2 separate regions of the Macaca mulatta genome follow, and region 1 is linked to region 2. A link is a contact called in public Hi-C data. All regions are on one chromosome and are shown on one strand. The core of a region is the stretch at or near the end of the contact, and the rest is flanking DNA. Distances in the headings are between cores, read along the strand shown. Region 1 holds the start of YBEY (ybeY metalloendoribonuclease). Region 2 holds the start of LOC144340102.

Evidence for each region. A called contact is a pair of places that touch in the nucleus more often than the background predicts.
Region 1: a contact with region 2 is called in a Hi-C map of cortical neurons, with 4 times the contacts expected there. The contact joins the promoter of YBEY here to the promoter of LOC144340102 in region 2. A contact is called at or near these places in 3 of 14 Hi-C or Micro-C datasets (cortical neurons, fetal cortex germinal zone and liver).

Annotation. Positions count from the first base shown.
Region 1 is chr3:1,296,545-1,300,035 of T2T-MMU8v2.0, reverse strand. YBEY (ybeY metalloendoribonuclease) reads left to right here and starts at 1,856. Exons shown (of 5, transcript NM_001265798.1): 1 at 1,856-1,922; 2 at 2,388-2,641. The coding sequence starts at 2,432. MCM3AP (minichromosome maintenance complex component 3 associated protein) reads right to left here and starts at 2,474. Exons shown (of 29, transcript XM_077995268.1): 1 at 2,151-2,474; 2 at 1-915. The coding sequence starts at 807.
Region 2 is chr3:1,254,829-1,258,165 of T2T-MMU8v2.0, reverse strand. It overlaps LOC144340102, which reads right to left and starts at 1,399. Exons shown (of 4, transcript XM_077997891.1): 1 at 1,377-1,399; 2 at 974-1,055; 3 at 1-724. The coding sequence starts at 1,399. PCNT (pericentrin) reads left to right here. Exons shown (of 46, transcript XM_077995265.1): 2 at 1,590-1,802.

The DNA of each region.
Region 1 (3,491 bases), core at 607-3,106, 41 kb before region 2:
ACCTGCTTTGCTAGCCTGGAAAGGTTCGCCCAAAACCGCAGATGACACAGGGAAGCTGCTGAAGCTATTACTAGAACTTCCAAATATTGACTTAGGTCCTCTCTTCTCTTCCTCTACATTTTGGTTTGACAAAGCAGGGGTAAAGGCAGATAATGAATTATTACTACTAACAGGTTTTGAAAAGGTAAAATTTGAATTGGTAGCTGAACTACTTGTTACTTGAGGAAAAGAGAATGGGGCCAGGCCTCCAGGTGCACTACTAATTGGGTGGGAAAACGTGAAAAACCCAGAAGCAATTTGGCTCTGGGTTTTCTCTGGCTCAGATTCAGCCCCCAGTATTGGTTTGAACACTGCATTTTCCAGAGGTTTAAAGCTGAATTCTGTTTTCCCAAAACCAGAGTTCACTATTTCTCCAGCTTCTTGTCCAAAAGCAGAGGTGCTTGGGAAAGCCCCAACACTGGTGGGTGATTTAAAACTAAATCCTGGGTTTCCCAGCACAGATGAACTTGAAGGCCCAGAGGTAGCCACAAAGGTGGAAGTGTGCTCAAGTCCAGAAAAGGGTCCAACACTTGAGGATTGGGTGAACCCTAATGTTTGCACTGAAGAGGAATGACTTACTCCGGAAGACGCTGGAAAGCTGGACACCTGTGAAAATCCCGAGCTCTTCCCAGATAAGGTACTGTTTTGTCCAAAAAGAGAAGGTTGACCAAATCGAAATGGCGACTTAGATGGAAGTGTTCCTACATTACTAGAAGACGCTGAAAAAGCACTAGGCTGCTGCCCACTGAAAGGATTAGTTGGGTTCATCTTCTGTTCCAATTATTAGAAGGTAATAAGTATTACGTGTGCAAAATTAACTGGCTTCCTGAAACAGCCCCGTAGCACTAGGGAGCTCCCCTTCGTCTTCAGAACACGCTGAAAGACAAAAATTCAGATCATCACAGCTATGTTCTGCTACAAGACTAAGAAAAGAATTTTTGAACACTGTCACACTAAAAGATAACTATTTCAAAGGCAGGCAAAGGGCTATTATTTTCCGAGAGCCAACAGGTTATTTTGTTGGAGGGTGGAGTAGAGAGTGGTACAAATAATTACTTTGTTACAGAGATTTAAAGCGTGATCCCTTTAAGATTAAAAGAAAAGAAAGCCGAATAAGAAAAGAAAGCCGACTCTTTTTACTGAGTTAGTAAATTCATGAAAAACCTCCATTGGTAGTAAGAAGATAAATGCTGTTCCACCTTACAGCTTAGAGACGAATTTCTCCTGTCTTCCTCCAATCTCTACAGCCGGAGAACTCAGCGTAACGCTGCCTGGCTTCCCTCGGAGCGGCTGGAGCGCTAACCACTGTCTCACATTCCTTTATCGCGCCCTGGCGACCACCCTCGAGCCGGCTGGAAGGGCGAGGGCGCTGCCACGGAGCTGCGGCCTCTCGGCGGGGACGGCGTGCCGGGGAGCCTAATCTTCCACCCAGCACAGCCCGAAACGGCGGAGGCCGCGCGGTGGGCCCGGGCCGGCCTGGTCACTGTACTGCCCCGGGCTCGCCAGGGGCCGCCGGCGCCGCAACGCTCCGTTAGCGACGATGTGGAGGCCCGGGCGCGCGGACGTGCGCGGGGGAAGGAAACGGCGCCCCCGGCGCCGGCCCAGCCCCCACGCTCACCGTCTAGCCGCAGGACCCCGAGGCCCGCGCTGCCCTCGGGCCCCTCGGAAGGACTAGAGGCGCAAACACAGGCCGCTGCCGCGATACTCAGCGCTGCCCTCCGCGGGCAGGAAACGCCGCGGACCGACTTCCGGTTCGCTCGGCACTACCGTGTTCCGCCCCGCCCGCTGCGATCCGGTTCCGCTCTCCCCAACCGGCTCGGCGGCGGGGCTTCCGGTCGGGAGGGTCCGCCAGCTGTCGCGCCTTTTGCCGGGTCCAGACATCGGTACGTCTGGGCGGGTTTCTAGTCTCCCAAGCGAGAGCGTCGCATTCACCCCCGTCGGTCTGCGGGCGCCCCAGACCCCAGAGGACCTGGCCCCAGCGCTTACCTGTGTCCCCCATTCTGTGCTCCCCATTCCAGCCCGTTCCCTCCTCCGCAGCGTCCCTCCCCGGCCGCGTCCCTCCCCCGCACCCGCCGCGTTCTCGCGCGCCTCGCCCCGCGCGCACAGTGCACCTGTCCCTTCTCTGGGAACCGCTCCTTCCGCTCCGCCCTCCTGGAGTCCCGGCCTGATTCCGCGGCGTCCTTCCATAGCCCCTCGTTGTTGCATCCTCCTTGTGGTAAATGTAAATTACCTTAAGATTTTTCAATCAGTTCCACCAAATAAAGTGATTTGATTGCGTGTGCATGTGTATTTTTACAGAATGTGTTATCACTTGTACTGATTGGTCTTCTCTTACACCTTAACCCCAGGTTCCGTTGCAAACATTTTTAAAGGGCTGGTTATTCTTCGTGAAATGAGTTTGGTGATTAGAAACCTGCAGCGAGTCATCCCCATCAGGAGAGCGCCACTTCGCAGTAAGATCGAGATTGTAAGGAGGATTTTAGGAGTGCAGAAATTTGACCTGGGGATCATCTGTGTTGACAACAAGAATATTCAGCACATTAATAGAATCTACAGAGGTAGAAACGTCCCAACCGATGTGCTTTCTTTTCCATTTCATGAGGTAAAAAAAAAAAAAAAAGGGTTCCTCTTGTCTAGCCTACCTTCCCAGAGTAAATTTCCTGTCTTTTTTTTTTTTCTTTAATTAAGACGGAGTCTTGCTCTGTCACCCAGGCTGGAGTGCAGTGGTGCGATCTCGGCTCACTGCAACCTCCCTGCCTGCTTCAAGTGATTCTTTTGCCTCAGCCTCCCCAGTAGGTGGGACTACAGATGTGGGCCACCACACCTGGCTATTTTTTTTTTTTTTTTTTTTGAGACGGAGTCTTGCTGTGTCGCCCAGGCTGGAATGCAGTGGCGCGATCTCGGCTCACTGCAAGCTCCGCCTTCCGGGTTTACGCCATTCTCCTGCCTCAGCCTCCCAGTAACTGGGACTACAGGCGCCCGCCACCGCGCCCTGCTAGTTTTTTGTATTTGTAGTAGAGACGGGGTTTCACCGTGTTAGCCAGGATGGTCTCGATCTCCTGACCTCGTGATCCGCCCACGTTGGCCTCCCAAAGTGGGTTAATTTTTTTGGGGGGGGGTATTTTTAGTAGAGACAGAAGTTTCACCATGTTGGCCAGGCTGCTCTTCAACTCCTGACCTCAGGTGATCTGCCTGCCTCGGCCTCCCAGAGTGTTGGGATTACAGGCGTGAGCCACGGCGCCCAGCCTAAATTTCCTGTATTAATTATATTATAGGCTAGGCTCTGTGGCGCATATAAGTATATATATTACAGACATGATTTTTAATTTTAATTTTGAAAATTTCCAAATACACACAAAAGTAGAGAGAGCAGTATATTCAGCCTCCACTGATCGATGGCCGTCACCCAGAGGCCACAATTACACCGGTAAGCCAGCAGAAAAAGAAAGGTA
Region 2 (3,337 bases), core at 150-2,649:
GCGCCAGTTTCCGGCGCGGCCGGGGCCGGGGGCGTGGCGCGGGTGGCCTGCAGCGCCTTCTCAGGGTGCGCCTTCGCCCCGTTCGTCGGAGACGCTTTCCCGGCGCGTTTCCCGCGGCGTTGCAGTCCTTACCGTGTGAAAGGCCCCCGCGGCGCTCCCGGCAGCCGTCTTCTTCCCGCGCCCTTGGGCGCGCTTCCTGCCCATCCTGGCCCGGCGTAGCGCTGCCGGGAACCCACGCGGCGCTGGCGCCGGCCCCTTCGAGGGACGCGTTCCCGTCTTTTCCCGCCCCGGGTTTCGCCGTGAAAAGGCGCTGGGTTTGATGGCCACGGACCGGGGTTTCATGTGGAGAATAAAGCGCGCGGAGCCCATGACTCGGGGACGCCGGAACGGGAGTCCCGAGAGCGCGAGGGGGAACCGCAGGAGCTGTCGGGACGAGGCCGGCCTCTCTGCGAGGTGCGCGCGGCTCCCCCAGGATACTCTGGCCGGGGCGCTGGGGAAGAGCGGGGGCTCCAGGGCGCGGCCGGCAGGGGACGCCGGGCTGGGCTGGGGAAGGGCTGAGGCGGGCAGGCCTGCAGGGAGCTGCGAACGGGAGCACAGAGCTCCGTGGAGGGTGGAGAGTGGGGAGGGAGGGACAGGATGCCGCCTGTAGGGCGACGCAGGCTGGAGACCAGGTCTGTGCTATCCCCACGTGGATAGGTGTGGTGGAGGAGGGCACGAAAATAAACTACGTGAGTTTGACTTTGAAGAAATTTCTTTGAGAGACCGTTTTCTTGTGTAAATGGCCTTGTGTAATTTTTCTGGGTCCATGAGCTTGTGTACCTGTCGTTTACACAAATGTGTGTTCCATGCGTTTTGTTTTTGTGGCCACAGTTGTTTGAGGGAACAGATGTCTCCCCGTGAAAGGCTGATGTGGGATCGCATACCTCTTGAGTAAGATGTTAGTGGGAGATGAGGCTCACACATAGTCTCAAACCCTCGGATTTGAGGACTGAGCAGAGCTAGGCTGTGCCTTCTGATGGGCGATGCTCCGTGGAGGTCCCTGGTGCTTTGGTGAGCTGTGTCATGAAAAATAGAACATCTGATTCCATAAAGGAAGATGTGAGATTGACCTGGCTTAATTAATTTTTTGCTATTTCTGTACCTTGTCTCAGAATCTATGGCTAGGAAGTTTTGGCTGGGCTATGTATTTCTTCAGTTGGGGGAAAATTGGGGCAAGAAGGGAGAGATTTAGCTTTTATATCATTTTAAAACTTAAGTATGCCTTGATTAGGCTATCAATCTTTTATATAGATGTATTTTTTTAAAGTTTTATTTTTCTGCAAACTGCCAAGGGCTAGGAAAGCTATTCTGCCAATCAGCTGTATGGTTTTCTTTACCAGGCATAATTAGCAGTCCTCATTGTTAGACCCCTTGGATATAGATATTGATGAAGGCAGTGTTTGTGGAGAGCGATCTGTTGGCCAAGTGTGGCAGAGTAGACTGGGTCAGCCCTCAGGCCTCATGATCCCCACCAGTCTGTTGACTTTGTGGTTGTGTTATTTTTTTCTCACTTATCTTTGCCTTTACTACTTATCTACGTTTTTGCGCAGCTTGCTCACTTCCGACAGAGAAAAACAAAAGGTGACGGTTCGCATTCGGAGAAAAAGACGGCGAAGAGGAAGGGCTCGGCTGTCGATGCGCCTGTCCAGGAGGAGAGTCCGATAGCCAAGGAGGACCCTGCACTCCGTGGAGGAGGGGACATTTGCAAAAGCACATCATGTGACGACACCCCTGATGGGGCAGGCGGGGCCTTTGCTGCTCAGGTAGATTTGCTCATCGTTGTGTTTGAACATTTCGCTTATCTTCTAGTGATTTCTAGTGTGATTTACTAAAGATGGTCTTTGGTCTGTTTTTGCCTTTCAAAAGTGAGGAAAGAGTGTGTTATTTTAGTTTATAAAAAGTGAGGGCCAGGTGCGGTGGCTCACACCTGTAATCCAGGCATTTTGGGAGGCCAAGGCAGGTGGATCACCTGAGGTCAGGAGTTCCAGACAAACCTGGCCAACATGGAGAAACCTCATCTTTACTAAAAATACAAAAATTAGCCCGACATGGTGGTGCACACCTGTAGTCTTAGCCACTTGGGAAGCTGAGGGAGGAGAATAGCTTCAACTCGGGAGGCAGAGGTTGCATTGAGCCGAGATCGTGCCAGTGCACTCCAGCCTGGGTGACAGAGTGAGACTCTATCTCAAAAAAAAAAGTGAGTAAATTTTTATGGTTTTATTCTTAATAAATTTGGTTTTTCTTTTCTTTTCTTTTTCTTTTTTTTTTTCTTTTGTTTGTTCCAGACAGCGTCTTGCTCTGTTTCCCAGGCTAGAGTGCTGTGGTGTTATCACAGGTCACTCCTGCCTCAAACCCCTGGGCTCAAGCGATCCTCCCTCCTCAGCCTCTAAAAGTGCTGGGATTATAGGCACTTTATAATACCTGTTTTATCTTATGTAATTTTGAGAAATTTTGGATTAACTGCTTGAAGGCAAGTGTCAGTTGTTTGCTTTGTAATGGAAGACTGGGAGTTCTTCATGTGTGGTTGTGTCTATCAGCCCCTTTGATGGGTGTTTCTTGGAACACTTAAAATATAATATTCCTTCACATACTTGTAAATGCACCTGTGTGTCACATTTGTCTTTTACCTTTTCACTAAAAGTGAGATGAGGAGGGAAGGGGTGAAGGTATTGCAGACATGGTGTGTTGCTAGAGGAGACTGGGTCTGCTGCTTGAGGCCTTGTGAGCTGCAGGGGCACCCCCATGGGCAGGTGTGGCAGGTGAGTGCACACTGAGTCCTGAAGGGGCTGGCCTTCCAAGCTCCTTGGGGGCCTACAAACCTGCCTGGAGGCAGGCTGTCCTTGGGCCTTTTGTGTGAATTATGAACAAGGGCCTTGGGTGTTGAGTGTCCCTGCTGCTGCAGCAGAATGGGTGCAGGCTTTGGTGTTTGCTAGGATTCGCTGGAAAACTGGTGACCAAAGGGAGAATCTGGCCCAAGGTCATATGTGTCTATCCTGCTTTACTTAAAAAATTGAGTTGCAGCCGGGCACGGTGGCTCAAGCCTGTAATCCCAGCACTTTGGGAGGCTGAGATGGGCGGATCACAAGGTCAGGAGATCGAGACCATCCTGGCTAACACGGTGAAACCCCGTCTCTACTAAAAAATACAAAAAACTAGCCGGGCGAGGTGGCGGGCGCCTGTGGTCCCAGCTACTCCGGAGGCTGAGGCAGGAGAATGGCGGGAACCCGGGAGGCGGAGCTTGCAGTGAGCTGAGATCCGGCCACTGCACTCCAGCCCGGGTGACAGAGTGAGACTCCGT